2 separate regions of the Mus musculus genome follow, and region 2 is linked to region 1. Evidence: chromatin contacts called from public Hi-C data. All regions are on one chromosome and are shown on one strand. The core of a region is the stretch at or near the end of the contact, and the rest is flanking DNA. Distances in the headings are between cores, read along the strand shown.

Region 1 (7,150 bases), core at 1-2,500:
TGGAAATCATCATTCTTAGGTATTAAAAGTCAAGCAGTACACACACACACAAATTATGTCTTGCCCACAGCTGGGCTTTGGTCAGCTGAAACCAAACATTACATTTCCATAGGAAACAAGCATTAACTCTCATTAACTCTACCACAGCTCAGAAACAGTTCAGGGCTGGTTTCACCACCAAATGAGTTAGAAAAAAATATTTTGGTTTTCAGAGCTATTTAGATTTCAGAGCTGTGGAGAAAGACTTATGGCCCTGGGTTGTGGGTGCTCATATGCAATGCAGCTGCATAGGGAAGGGTCTGGAAAGTGGTCAGTGAAACCAGGAAAGAGGGGTGTTAGGGTAGAGTAACTGAGGAGAACAGTCAGAGAAGCCTGCAGGGTATTCTGTAATGTATTAATCTGGGTATGTGTGAGTGTTTGTGTATAGAATGGAGTATATGTGTATTTGTGTGTTGTTTGTATGTATGTATGTATGTATGTATGTATGGCAGAGGTTGATTTTCATTCTTTGTCTTATTTTTTTGTTGTTATTTGGTTTGTTTGTCTGTTTTTCTCATTTGTTTGTCTGGCTTTTTAAGATGGGGTTTCTCTGTGCAGCCCTGGTTGTCCTAGAATTTGTTCTGTAGACCAGGCTGGCCTTAAACTCAGAGATCCACATGCTCTGCCTCCTGAGGGCTGGGACTAAGGCCTGCACCACCACTGCCTGGTTCTTGCCTTAATTTTTTGAGACAGAATTTCTGACTGAACCCGGCAGTCATGGACTGGCTAGATGGCTGGCCAGTGAACTCTAGTGAGCCTCTTGTTCACACGCACCTCCTGCTGTCTCCAGTGCTAAGGTTTATGTGCAAAGATGTGTGCGAAACTAGGCCAGCTTTTCACACAGGTGCTGGGGATCTGCACTCAGGTCCTCTTGGTTGTACAGCAAGCTTTTTACCCACCAGGCCATTGTGCCAGACTGTTTGAAGATTTTTAAGAGCCTCTTGGGCAACCTACACACAGAGACACAGATACACTCAGACACACACACACACAGAGGGCAGGGACAGGCAGTGACCTGCAGTGTTTGCAACTCTCTTGTAATGAGTGCTGGGTGCTTGGGAGTGAGCTGCCTGTAGCTGCAGTTTCATAGGTAATTTTCTGTGTTCACTCACTAAAGCACAAAAATTAAGGCAATGCTGCCTGTAGTCACATGAAAGAGCTGACTGGTCCATCTGTTCCCTTCATGTCAGCAGGGCTTGGTGACCTCTGTGGGGCAAGCTGCCTCCCTGCCCTGCAGCCCTGGCAGTCTCCCACTGGCAGTTCCGCAGTGCTGCCCCGCCCCCATGGCTATGAAATACAGCCCCTTTCCTGACAGCTAACGTGCCCCACTCTGATTCATCATCTCTCCAACTCTCTCTGTCCTTTATTTTCCTGCCCTCTCTGGCCTTTGATTGCTTTTCGGGAGTTTATCATATTGAACTTTTATCCCTTTCCAGGAAACCCTATTATTTTTTTCTTCCCTTTCTCAATTAATAAATAATCGCCAAAGCACTTCTTTGGATAGAAGCACATCCTGCCTTCTGCAAGCAGCAGAGGCTCCTTCTGGAACTCCTGGGGGCCTGTGTGCAGGGCACATCACCTGTCAGACATGCAAAGTACAGAGGCCCATTGCTAGTTACATTGGGGTGGCTGCCAGCTCTTTGCTCATCATCCAAATTGCTCAGTATCCTGGGAGGCAAATGTGTTCTCATGGCCACCCTCAGGGAGGGTCAGCACTGCAGGGGAGGGAGTCCAAGTGGTGATTTTAAGGCATGGATATCAAGTAACTCCCACAGACTTGTATATGGACGGCTTGGACTGCAATGCAGAAATGGTCAGAGGCAGGCCTCCATAGGGGACAAAACAATGGGGTTCTCACTCCATACTGGATTAATCCATTAGTGATCTGACAACTGACTAGGCTACAGTAGGTAAGAAGGGGACGGAGGAAGTGAGATGTGCTTTTGATGGGTAGAGCTCATCTCCGTTCCTCTTCCCCAACTTTTATGACCAGTATCCTGTGACCTCAAGGTGAACAGCTTTGCTGTCTGTCTCAGGAACACTGTGTTCCAACAAGGACAAACAGACATGGGGTCATGTCTGACACTGGATAGGGACTGGGTCCTTGAGACTTAGTGTTTATGTGATGGTTCATCTTGATTGGGATGAAAATTCCTTAAGAGATTAGTAAATATACTCTGGGTGTGTCTGTGATGACATTTATTAGACAATTAGGTAATATGGCATTCACTATCCCATAGGCTGGGGGGACAGATGGAAAAGGCAGGGGAAACCAACAGAACAGGTCTCTCATTGTCAATCTATATTTGTGTGTGCACATGTGTATGTATGCACACGTGCCATAGCAGGAGGGAAGGGTCAGTATTCTCCTACCTCCACTCAGATCATCAGACTTGGTGGCAGGTGCTTTTACTCACTAAGTAATCTTGCTGGTCCATACATGGTCCTGTTTCCTGGATGTAGTGTGGTGAGCTGCCCTTCTCTCACGATGGACTGAATCCCCTGAAAGTACTAGAGAAGTGAAGCCTACCCCTGTGAAGTTATTCATGTCATATGTCACTGTGCAGATGAGCATGGCAGCTGGATGCAGGAACCTCTCAGAAAACAGTCACTGGAGCATGGTACAGTGCCCTTCAGGCTTCGAGTCTTGGCCTCTAGCACATACCCAGCCCTAACTGCCCCCATGGCATCGGGGCTATTTTTTAAAAGCCACTGGTATGAACTGGACAGAGCTGTTGGCACTCTGCCTCTCAGGACCTGAAGTTGCTTCCAGAGCAGTGAGCAGGTACCACAGCTGCCATCTTCTGTCCCACGCCCACAGCGTGAGCTTTGGACAAGCTTCTGAAGTCTCACTAAAGCTCATAGAAGTGGAGCTAATGTCATTCCCAGAAGCCATGCTTCTGAGGTTAGACCACAACCAACCAACTTCTGGAAAGGTATGAAATACAAGCCTACCATGACTTACAGGAAAGAAAAGGGAACAGGAGGCTCTTTTACTGGTAAGAACAGAGGATTTTTTCTTCAGAGTCAAAAAGAATTGGGAAAAAGGCAAATTTAGAAGAGGAAGAGTGCCAGGTGAGTCTGGACTGCTTCAGGGTTTCCAGATTGTCCTGGAATGTACAGCAGGTTCCAAGTTATTTTTTCACATTTGGATGTCTTTAAGGAAAATATGGCCTAAATGGGACACAGATGAGGTAATCCACTTCTTGTGTGCTGCCTGGTGATGGCTTCGTGACAGCCCAGCTAGTTGTAATTGTGGTTTTAACACAATGGTTTTTTTTTTGTTTTGTTTTGCTTTTTTTTTTTTTTTTCAGAGAAAGGGATGTGCTATGTAGCCCAGGCTAGCTTTAAGTTCTTGGCATTTCTACCTCCTCTCCTGAGTTCTGGAATAACCAGAGCATGCCACTGTATCCATCTGATACAATGTTATCCACTACATCTAACTGATTCAATGTCCCCACTGCAGTCCATCCAGGGGCTTTCACTCACAGGGTTGATGTGACTTTTTCTAGGGAGGAAGGGCACTGTACCCTATCTCTCTGAGGGAGTCACGCAAGCCCTTCTCAACCCTACAACCTGCTTTGCTGCTCACTTTCTTATACATGGCATGGTGTGTATCATTCTAGTCAGGTCCAGCCCAGGAACATTCCTCCCAACAGGATTCAACACAGAACAACATTCCAGGTGCTGACATGCTCTTGGATGAAGGGGAAGACTGACAATCACCTCAGGCCAGCTTTTCTGGCCACAGTGGTGGCAAAGGGAGTTCTCTGGCCACTCCAAACAGCTGTGGAGCATCACAGTCTAGGGTTCTACACTCTAGGAGTTGGAATCTAGCATAAGCAGTGAGCATTTCATTACTAGGGATCCAGGCAGCCTATGGGCCAAGCTTCCCTTGTCTGGGACACATGTTGCCTAGATTTGATCCTTCTCCTTAGAGAAGCTTTTCTGAATCTTAAGTTCAGGTAACAGTGCTTTCCTGAATATTATTCCAGCTCTTGGAACAGCACATCAGGGCACTGATTATGACAGGCAGTTCTGGAGCCTCCATGATCCAAAGGGACTGATCTGCTTGGCTTTCCCCTGAATCCCCAGTGAACACTGGCTGACACATACAAGGGAATATACAATGGAGTATTAAAGTTTTGCTGCTCCTTCCCTCCATATTCATTCATTCACCCAGCCACCTCCTTTACATATCCATCCATCCATCCATCCATCCATCCATCCATCTCCTACCCATCTTCCTCTATGTGAGTGTATGCATCTATATACCCATCCAATGTTTATTAAGCACCACCTAGATGCCTGGGATAGAGTCCAGATCCTAGACTCTAGGAGATGGAATTTAGCACTCACCAAAGCCCAGATCTGCCTTCCACAGTTAACATCTGGGTAATGGTTTGAGCAGGATGTGGAGGGGAGAAGATGAGGAAACAGTATGGAGAATGCTGAGTAGGAAGGGGCTTCCCTGGCCTATAGACTGTTGAATTCTCCTTCTAAAAGGAAAAGGCAGGGAAGGGTCACTGGACCCTTGCCCGAGAATCTGGCCACTCCTCCTAGCCATATGTACGGATTGCTGCCTTTGTTGCCTATGGCATGGGGGAGTGTCTTAGGAGGGGCTAGAATATATAGGTTGTGGGGAGCCTAGGTAAGGGGGGTTCTACCTGTGTGGTTATGAGAAAGCCATCATCCATGCTGGATAAAGGCTATCCAGTACAGCTGCTTTGCAATGGTGACACATGTCTTTAATCCCAGCACTAAAGAGCAAAGGCATGGAATCTCTGAGTCAAGGTTTAGCCCGGTCTACATATTGAGTTTCAGGCTAGCCAGGGATCACTATTAGTGAGATCCTGTCTCAAAAAAAAAAAAAATCCTCAAAAAATAAAAAGCCAAACAAACAACAACATCATATGCCCCCATAAGCAAACACAATAAAAAAGAAAACTTGGCCCTCACCTACGAGACAAGTACAGGTGGGTACGTTAAGGATGCCCAGCTTTGAGCCTATGTCCAATCAGTAGATCCAGACACCAGCTGGTCTATATCATGGACAGCCTGACGTGGACTGGCCCTGGTAGTCAATTATTTTCTTGCTCCAAAAGCTTTGTGACTGTCAGCCTGGCTCTTGAAGGCCCCAGTGGTTCACTGGTAAGATGGTTCCACAGGTTAAAGCTCTTAGATTCAGGAAGGTTGCCATAACTCCTGTGAAGCATCAACCTGCTACTTTCTGACAACTCATGTGGTTGTCATATCTTGGCCTCTGTACTGGCTAGTTTTGTGTCAACTTGACACAGATGGAGTTATCACAGAGAAAGGAGCTTCAGTTGAGGAAATGCCTCCATGAGATCCAACTGTAAGGCATTTTCTCAATTAGTGATCAAAGGGGAAAGGCCCCTTGGGGGTGGGACCATCTCTGGGCTGGTAGTCTTGGTTCTATAAGAGAGCAGGCTGAGCAAGCCAGGGGAAGCAAGCCAGTAAGGAACATCCCTCCATGGCCTCTGCATCAGCTCCTGCTTCCTGACCTGCCTGAGTTCCAGTCCTGACTTCCTTTGGTGATGAACAGCAGTATGGAAGTGTAAGCTGAATAAACCCTTTCCTCCCCAACTGCTTCTTGGTCATGATGTTTGTGCAGGAATAGAAACCCTGACTAAGACAAATTGGTACCAGCAGAGTCGGGTATTCCTGTGACAACCTGACCATGTTTTGGGGAGGACTATGGAAGGACTTTGGAACTTTGGGCCAGAAGATCCATTCGCTGTTAAGAGCTCTGTCGGATGTTGTGTAGGAGCTTGGAAGATAATGTTGAGAACAGTGCAGTAAAATGGAGGCCTGGCTTGTGAAATTTCAGAGGGAAAATTAAAAGACTCTTTTTAGGGCCATTGCTATTTTGGATTGTGAAGATTCTGCTTAGCTGGGGCTGAAGAATCAGCTGTGGTTAACAAGATACCAGAACTACTAAAGTAAAACCTTTGCATTACTGGGACTATTGATGCTGGTTAGCTGGAACTAAGAAATTAGAGGTGATTAAGAAGACACCAGCATCGTTGAGGTGACATCTTCTGGGAAGTGTTTTTTGAGAGTACAGAGGCTGTGTTCCAGAGATAGCCAAGGTTGTATCATGTGCTGAGGTTGGACTTGGTAATGTGTAAGAGTTACCCAGGTGATACTGGTTTTGAAGGCATGAAGGGGTCACGCAGAACAGCTGAGGCTTGGCATTGTGAGAGGCCATGGAAGGCCATTGGTGAAGGTGCAGCCTCAGTTGCAATTGATGGCCCAGGAGTGAAGGGGTCATGCAGTGTTTTGGAGATGCCAAGTACCATGAGATGACCATCAAGAGCAGCAGCAGTGGAGTACAGGCATCTGGAGCCTAGAGGATGATGCGTGTGATATAAAGGGCATGGCTGGAGAAGTGACCCAAGCTCTTGGAGGAGCCCAGAAGATCGTGAGTTGGATCCCAGACATTGGACGGTTGGAGATTGATTTTTGCTTTTGATTGTGACTGTGCCCTGATATTTTTCCCTCTTGATGGAAGTTTTTTAGTGAAGCCCATAGTTAAGAGACTTTGAATTTTAAAAGATACTGGATATTTTAAAAGGATTGAACTTTTAATATGTAAAGACTGTGGGACTTTTAAAGTTATTTAAGATCTTGGGGATGAATAAGAACTAAGGGTTGAGGCTTACTAGTGATGTATTTGTGTCAAGTTGACAAGAGGTCAATTGTACTGGCTAATTTTGTGTCAACTTGACACAGCTGGAGTTATCACAGAGAGAGGAGCTTCGGTTGAGGAAATGTCTCCATGAGATCCAACTGTAAGGCATTTTCTCAATTAGTGATCAAGGGGGAAAGACCCCCTTGTGGGTGGGACCATCTCTGGGCTGGTAGTCTGGGTTCTATAAGAGAGCAAGCTGAGCAAGCCAGGGGAAGCAAGCCAGTAAGGAACATCCCTCCATGGCTTCTGCATCAGCTCCTGCTTCCTGACCTTCCTGAGTTCCAGTCCTGACTTCCTTCAGTGATGAACAGCAGTATGGAAGTGTAAGCTGAATAAACCCTTTCCTCCCCAACTTGCTTCTTGGTCATGGTGTTTGTGCAGGAATAGAAACCCTGA
Region 2 (6,870 bases), core at 703-3,202, 140 kb before region 1:
TGCATAAAGTGCAGGCTTGGTCAGCCATGGAGCCCGTCAGTTAGGCAGAAGGTACACAAGCCAGTGGGTCCCACACACAGCATAAAACCTGTTCTTGAGCCACGCATCGGTGGTACACATCTTTAATCCCAGCACTCGGGAGGCAGAGGCAGGCGGATTTCTGAGTTCGAGGCCTGCCTGGTCTACAGAGTGAGTTCCAGGACAGCCAGGGCTACAGAGAAACCCTGTCTCAAAAAAAAAAAAAAAAAAAAAAAAGACTTATCCAACCGACAGCAATGAGATCAATCATGGCCCCGGGGAGCGTCAGAGGGGCGGGCTGGGAGGCAGTAAGGAAACCCGCAGCCACACCTTGGCAGTTGTCTGCCAGCGGTCAGAATGCCCCTTTGTGGTTAAACACCCTTAAGGCTGCAAACTAGTTGTCCCCACCACATTAGAAACTAAGGTGCTGGGCTGGCGAGATGGCTCAGCGAGTAAGAGCACTGACTGTTCTTTCAAAGATCCTGAGTTCAAATCCCAGCAACCATATAGTGGCTCACAACCATCCACAATGAGATCTGACGCCCTCTTCTAGTGTGTCTGAAGACAGCTACAGTATACTTACATATAATAAATAAATCAAATTTTGGGCTGGAGTGAGAAGGAAAAAGAAAAAGGTTAAGATCAGAGAGACTTCCCCTTCTACATGGGGAGACACGTTTGAGGGCCGCTTCCTAACCCCACCTTAAGCAGCCTGGAGATCAGGCCTTCCGCTATTGTAAGTCCTAGCTGACCACCTCTCACATGGTGGGACCACTACTGTCAGGAGAGGCCAGAGCTGGGGAGGGCTGGCTCTACACTTGCTGTGGTTAAGGTCTGTCCTCCCTTGGAACATGCCTGTCCTGATTGTCACCAGCACACAGCCTGTGTTGAGCAGGACAAGACCCATGTGTTGGTGAATTTTCATTGTCAGCTTATCTCTGGCGTGTTTCTAGAGAGGTTCAACTGAGAAGCTGCACCCTAAAAGTGGTGGCACCATCTCATTTTCGAGTCTTGGACTGGGTAAAAAGGGGCAAAATGCGCACTCCCCATTCATCTGTTTCTTGTCTATGGATGCCATGTGGCCAGCTGCCCCCAAGCCTACCACGAGGGACTGTGCCCTCCAACGGTGGCCAGAATAAGCCCTTCCTTAAGTTGGTTGTGACAGGTTGTAACAGCAACAAGTAAAGTAGCATAGCACAGGGGCACTTCCCAGCAGACTGAGGTGGCCAGCAGCCCACGCCAGAGGCCTACGTACCAGCAGTTCCGTGGTCAGACTCTGGGCAGGACTAGAGCAAGCTAAGGGCAGGGCCATTCCCCAGCAGTGCTCAGGGATCCAAACTGCCCTTCCTTCCCTGCCAAGCCTCTTCTGGGAGTTCAAGAAAGAATGGGGGGGGGGGGGGGAACGGACCACAAAGCCATGAAATTCTAACAGCAGGGCTGCCTTTTGTTCACGGGCAAGCTCCATGCCCTGTATTTTATCCTGAAACAGGGGACTGCAGGGCACCATTACCCCAAACTCACATACACCAACCCAGCAGCCAAGAGAACTAAGACCCGAGCACTGAGACCAGCCACTGGCCAGACACAGGCCTCGAGTCTTTGTGTTTCCAGGGTCTGAGCCAGAGGAGCCAGGGTGTAGTAGTGGGTCAGCCAATCGTCTGTCCCCAGGAATCCTCAGCACAGGAGAACCCCAAAGGGAAAGAGAAGGTAGGGACCTCTGACTCAGAAGTCTTAGGGTAACTGCCAAGCCAGGTGTGGAGGCATACACCTTTAATCCCAGCTCTCAAAGGCAGAGGCAGACAGTGGATCTCTGAGTCTGAGGCCAGCCAGGTCTACATAGTTATGCCATTATGGTCAGAGCTACAAAGAGAGCCCCTGTCTGAGAATAAATAAAACAAAATATCCCTGCCAAAGGGTGACAGGCCCAAGGAATGAACGTGGTACAGAGGCTGGGAGCCCACAGATCTCAGACCCTTCAGCATCACAGCTTCCTTTCCCTGTCTACGCCCCAAAGACTAAATTCCAAGCCAGAGTCTGGCCTCTCGCTCTGCTAGCCCCAACACCTAGCCCATGCCCCAATCATTATTATTGACAGGGTCCCCAGATGGACCTGGAAACACTTTCACATGCTGGCACGGCATGAAGGGGCTCTTTGCTCCTGCTATCACTGGGGTGACCACCCTGGAGCGATTACACCCTTAAGTCTCTGGGAACTCTCAAGGCTCCAAGCACTGCAGAAAAGATTAAGTCAACTTGGAAGAAACATGTTTTTCCAATTAGCTATAAAACCACCCATGTTGGAACCTTTGCAGCTTTGCCATTACCCAAAATGCCTCTCGTCCTTTTTTTTCCACAAATAATTTCACAAGGTTTTTAAGGGCATCAGCATGAGTGTGGAAAAAAACAGACATAGGGCTCCCATCAGGAAGCCACCAGCAAATGTTCCCTCGATCACCAGCCTTTGAGGGGGGCGGAAGTGAGAACTAACTTCTAGCTGCACTCTTTAGCCCACCTCAGTCAGATCTCATCTACACGTGCAGTTGCACTGATGTTTGAATTGGATTTGTGTTTTATTGCACATTCATATTGGCAAAAAGGCCTTTCTTTGTTGACATTTCTTCCCTGTGCCAAGTCTGGGGCAGCCAGCCAGACGGAGAAGCCAAGATCCTGGAGGAGTCACCAAGCCTGCTGGTCTTAAAGGGCCACACTGCCAACCACACAAGTTGAAGAATGTGGAAAAGCGGATCTATGATCTCTGTGACAGGTGAGCAAACAGGACGTCTGCCCCAGCCAACAAGGTGAATTAAACAAGCTCGGTGTGCTCAAACTTTACAGACAAGAGGCTCGCAGCCTGCTGATTGGTGGTGGAGCCTAGATTTGAAAGCATTGACTGCCTCCAAGACCCGAATTAACTCCTTATGCTGTTGTCCTTCCTGCAGGTCCTGTGGCAGGATCTTAAGAGTCTTTTATACACAAGACTCCCACTTACAAAAGACCCACCTTCTTCCTGGTATTCAAATGCCAATGAAAAGATATTTACTGGTGTAATTTAAGTACCACACTACTTTAAGAAAGGAAAACTTTTAAACCCGGGGCCCAGAGAGGGAAGATAGGAAATTGAGAAACAAGATGATGAGCTGGACACACAATACTGATATGAAGTCAGAGGAGGGCTCTGGGGGACCCCTAGTTTATAAGTGACAAGGAAACAAGCTCTAAGTCCTATTGTTTTGCGTTCTAAATGCTGTCAACAAATAGGACGAAACTTTTTCTGGGTCCCCTCCCCATCCAGTGAGGTTGAGCAGAGAACCCAGCTATGCTGAGAGATACTTGGTTCATGGGAGCAGAGATGGGAAATCTGTTGTTTTAAGTGACTACATGCATGGCGGTGTGTGCTGTATCATCCTAGTGGTCAGACATATGGAAGATGTCATGTCCTCACACACCTCTCCAGGGTAATGGGGCCAACCCAGATTCCCGAGGACCCTGTGGGACAGTCCCTGCTCTACTGGAGCAAAGTAAGAGAAGGGAACTGGTTCGGGAGTGAAACAAACCTAGGTTCCAGCCTCTTGGGGCTTAGTTATGGTCACCCTGACATGTGACATTAGAGCCAGATCATCTGGCAAAAGGCTGTCTGTTGGCTTTCCCCACTGTGGAGGTACAGTTTCTATCCCATTGATCCTGTGAAAGGCAGCCTGTATATTCTATCCACTGTGTCTGGCAACCCCACAAGATACACAAGCCACATTCAAGAACAGCAACCCCATGAGTCTGTCATCCTACACAGCTCAAGACAGTCCAGACGTGTGTTCCAGAACATCTGGTAAAGTCGAATATTCCAGCCAAACAGCAATCACCAACTCTGCTATTCCCTAACATTGTTCTTTTTGAGATAGTCTCATATATTCCAGGCTGAACTCTAATTTGCAATGTAGCCAAGAATGACCTGAAACTTCTGGTCCTCCTGCCCCCCTTCCTAGCTCTGCATGTACATATGCATGAAGTAGGTAAGTGCAGTCAATAATGAGATTTCAAAGCCCTTCCTTTCCTCACCCAATTTGGCCAGAAGGGAGGAGCAGGTGTTTGTAGCTTTGAATTTCCCAGCACAGGGCCTCTGTTTCTTAGGCTGATCTTTGTCCACACCACATCCCTGCTTGTTCAGTTGAGCTAGATGACCTCTGGGGAGGTGGGTTAATGCTACAGTGGGAGGAGGCATTCAGGAACCTTGCTATGAGATAATTGTGCAGCCAGGGGCCAGAATGGCCCTCTTCTCCTGTGATGACACCCTAACCAGAACCTGTGAACACTATCTTAGTTGCAAAATGGACTTTTTCCAACTTAAACAATAAAAGACTTCTATAAGCCTAGGCTGGCCTCTATCTAAGTCACTGAGCAGAAGGTGACCTGAACTTCTGATCCCCCTGTCTCCACCTCCTGAGCGCTGAGACTGCAGGTGTGTACCACTATGATCAGTTTAATGCAATGCTGGGAAATGAACCCTGGGCGTCACGCACACTAGGCAAGTACTCTACTAACTGAGCCACATTCCTTAGCCTCAGAAGTGATTCTTGCGATGAGCTGAGCCTGCATGCATACAGCAGAGATAAGGCAAGCTGTGCAGCAACCAAGGATCTTCCTCCCATTGTCTCCAGACCCAGGGCCCAGCAGGCACTGGGGCTTCATGACAAAGGCCACACTCAGGTGTGGTGGCACACACCTTTAATCTGGGTACTCAGGAGGCAGAGGCAGGACGATCTCTGAGTTTGAGGGCAGCCTGGTCAACAGATTGAGTTCCAGGACAGCCAGGGCTACACAGAGAAACCCTGTTTCAAAATGAAACAAAACAACAAGTCACCTACTGCTTGGATTCCCTTAGCAGCAGAGTAGAGAGTCGTTTACTCTTTCTGACCCCAGGCATTCTTCTCTACAGAGGTCAGACATAAGCCCAGAGGGCTGAGATGTGGTTCCGAGGTAGGGCATTCATCTACATATAGGAAGCCCTAGGTTTCATCCCCAGCACATAATAATAATGCTAAGTCTGTCCATTTGAACTTGTATTTTATTTATTATTATATGTGGATATAAGGGCATACACATGCCATTGACTTATATGGAGGTCAGAGGACAGCTTTCAGGGATAGCTCCCCCCCCCCATCTTTCTGTAGGTTCCCTGAAATGAACTCAGGTCAGTAAGCTTGCCTATAAGCACTGGCAACCTGTCCTCATGATATATATATATCATGTCCCCGATGATAACGAGGACAACCACAATAATTTGAAGTTGCTTATAAAGAGCTTAGTGACTCAGATTCAATCCCAGATACTCAGCTGCCCAGGGAAGTTAGTACGACCTTATCTGAAAGCAAACGGTGCAGAGGGGCTGGGGATGGCTCAGAGACTGAGTGCTTGCCTGGGATGACCCTGGGTTCAGGCCCAAGTGCTAAATACTTCTAAATGCTTATAACTAGACATAGTGGTGCATGCCTTTAATGCCAGCATGCTAGAAGCAGAGACAGGCAGATTTCTGTGAGTTCCAGGCCAGCCAGGGCTACAATTGTGAGAAGTCTCAACAACAACAACAATCATAGTAATTATAATAGCTCATAAAAACAATAAGAGTTGGGCATGGTGGTGCAGTTGAGAGGCAGAGGCAGGACAATCTTTGCAAGTTGGAGGATAACCTGGGCTACTTCAGGAGTTTCAGTTAAGCTTCTACATAGTGACCTAAACAGCCTAAAAAGCCTAAAGAGCTCAGAAAGATGAAGAGACTCACCCAAGGTGAGTCACTTAATAAAAGGGACTAGAGTTGAATGTCAAGTCCATTGAAACCCATCTGGTGTCCAAACTTCCCCCACTCTGCCCCCACCTGTCTGGCCACAATGGGCAGAACTCCCAGGGTGGTTGGCTGTGAAATTTCTTGTGGCCCTATTTGTTCCTTTGCTTCATTTTGTGGCTTTTCATTCTGTGATCTCTGGCTCTCATCCCATTCCCTAGGGCTCAGACCAGACCCAGGCCAAGCAGCAGGGGGTGCTATACTCCACTCTAGAGCAGTCCCAAGGAGCCAACAGGGAAGAATTAAGGTGCTGGCTCTGAAGAACACTGTCCCTAACACCACCAGGCACCTACTAGCTCACGACTTGCCCCTGTGGCCTGCTGGGGCAATGCAAGGCGAGCAGACACACCTCTTAGGCAAAGGATGCTCAGCGCAAACCAAGTATGCAATTGTGCTGGTGTCTTTATCGAGGAAGTCACTGTCCAGGCACACTAGCACTTACTCTTTGCCATGGCCCTTTTATACGTCCAGATCTTTCCTCTCTGAAGAGTACTTTCCTGCCTTCATGCCAGCACCTGCAAGGGACCCAAAATGCTGGCACAGTAGTACATACCTCAGGAGCTGAGGGAAGAGAATCAAGGCCAGCTTGGACTACGTAGTGAGACCCTGTCTGAAAAGGAGAAACAAGGGAAAAACAAAAAACCTGCTCTGGAGACACAGCTCAGTTGGCGGGGTGTCTGCCCACCATGCATAAAGCTCTGGGTTAATCTCCAGCACGTAAGAACCAGGCAGAAGAGCACAGCTGTGATCCAGGGTTCAGGAGGATTGCCAAGGTCATCAGGACGACATGAGCTATGAGAAACTGCCTCACAAATGGGCTCAGTGGGTAAAAACACTTGCTGTAGGGGTCAAATGCAGTACACTCAGTTCTCTGGACCCACAGTGGGGAGAATGGTTTACCGAAAGCAGTCCTCTACCTTCACACAGTACCTCATGCTTATGCACGGGGCACACACACACACATAAATCTTAAAAAGTAACAAAATACAAACAAACTAAAATCACAATAACAATAAAAA

What was found. A called contact is a pair of places that touch in the nucleus more often than the background predicts.
Region 2: a contact with region 1 is called in a Hi-C map of uterus. The contact joins two enhancer-like sites. A contact is called at or near these places in 1 of 15 datasets of contacts at CTCF or cohesin (CD8 T cells), 5 of 484 Hi-C or Micro-C datasets (Th2 cells, group 2 innate lymphoid cells, macrophages and 2 more) and 1 of 115 datasets of contacts at active chromatin or transcription factors (CD8 T cells).

What each region holds. Positions count from the first base shown.
Region 1 is chr16:10,707,756-10,714,905 of GRCm38.p6, reverse strand. All of the region lies in intron 21 of Clec16a (C-type lectin domain family 16, member A), which reads right to left. Among named protein-coding and RNA genes, the nearest start is that of Gm15558, 28 kb to the right of the region's middle. Within about 2 kb of position 1,250, at least 29 of the 459 cell types and tissues checked have an H3K27ac peak or open chromatin away from gene starts, as enhancers often do. A contact at or near this core is called in uterus, where this site is marked.
Region 2 is chr16:10,845,898-10,852,767 of GRCm38.p6, reverse strand. No RefSeq gene overlaps it. Among named protein-coding and RNA genes, the nearest start is that of Rmi2, 14 kb to the right of the region's middle. Within about 2 kb of position 1,952, at least 83 of the 459 cell types and tissues checked have an H3K27ac peak or open chromatin away from gene starts, as enhancers often do. A contact at or near this core is called in uterus, where this site is marked.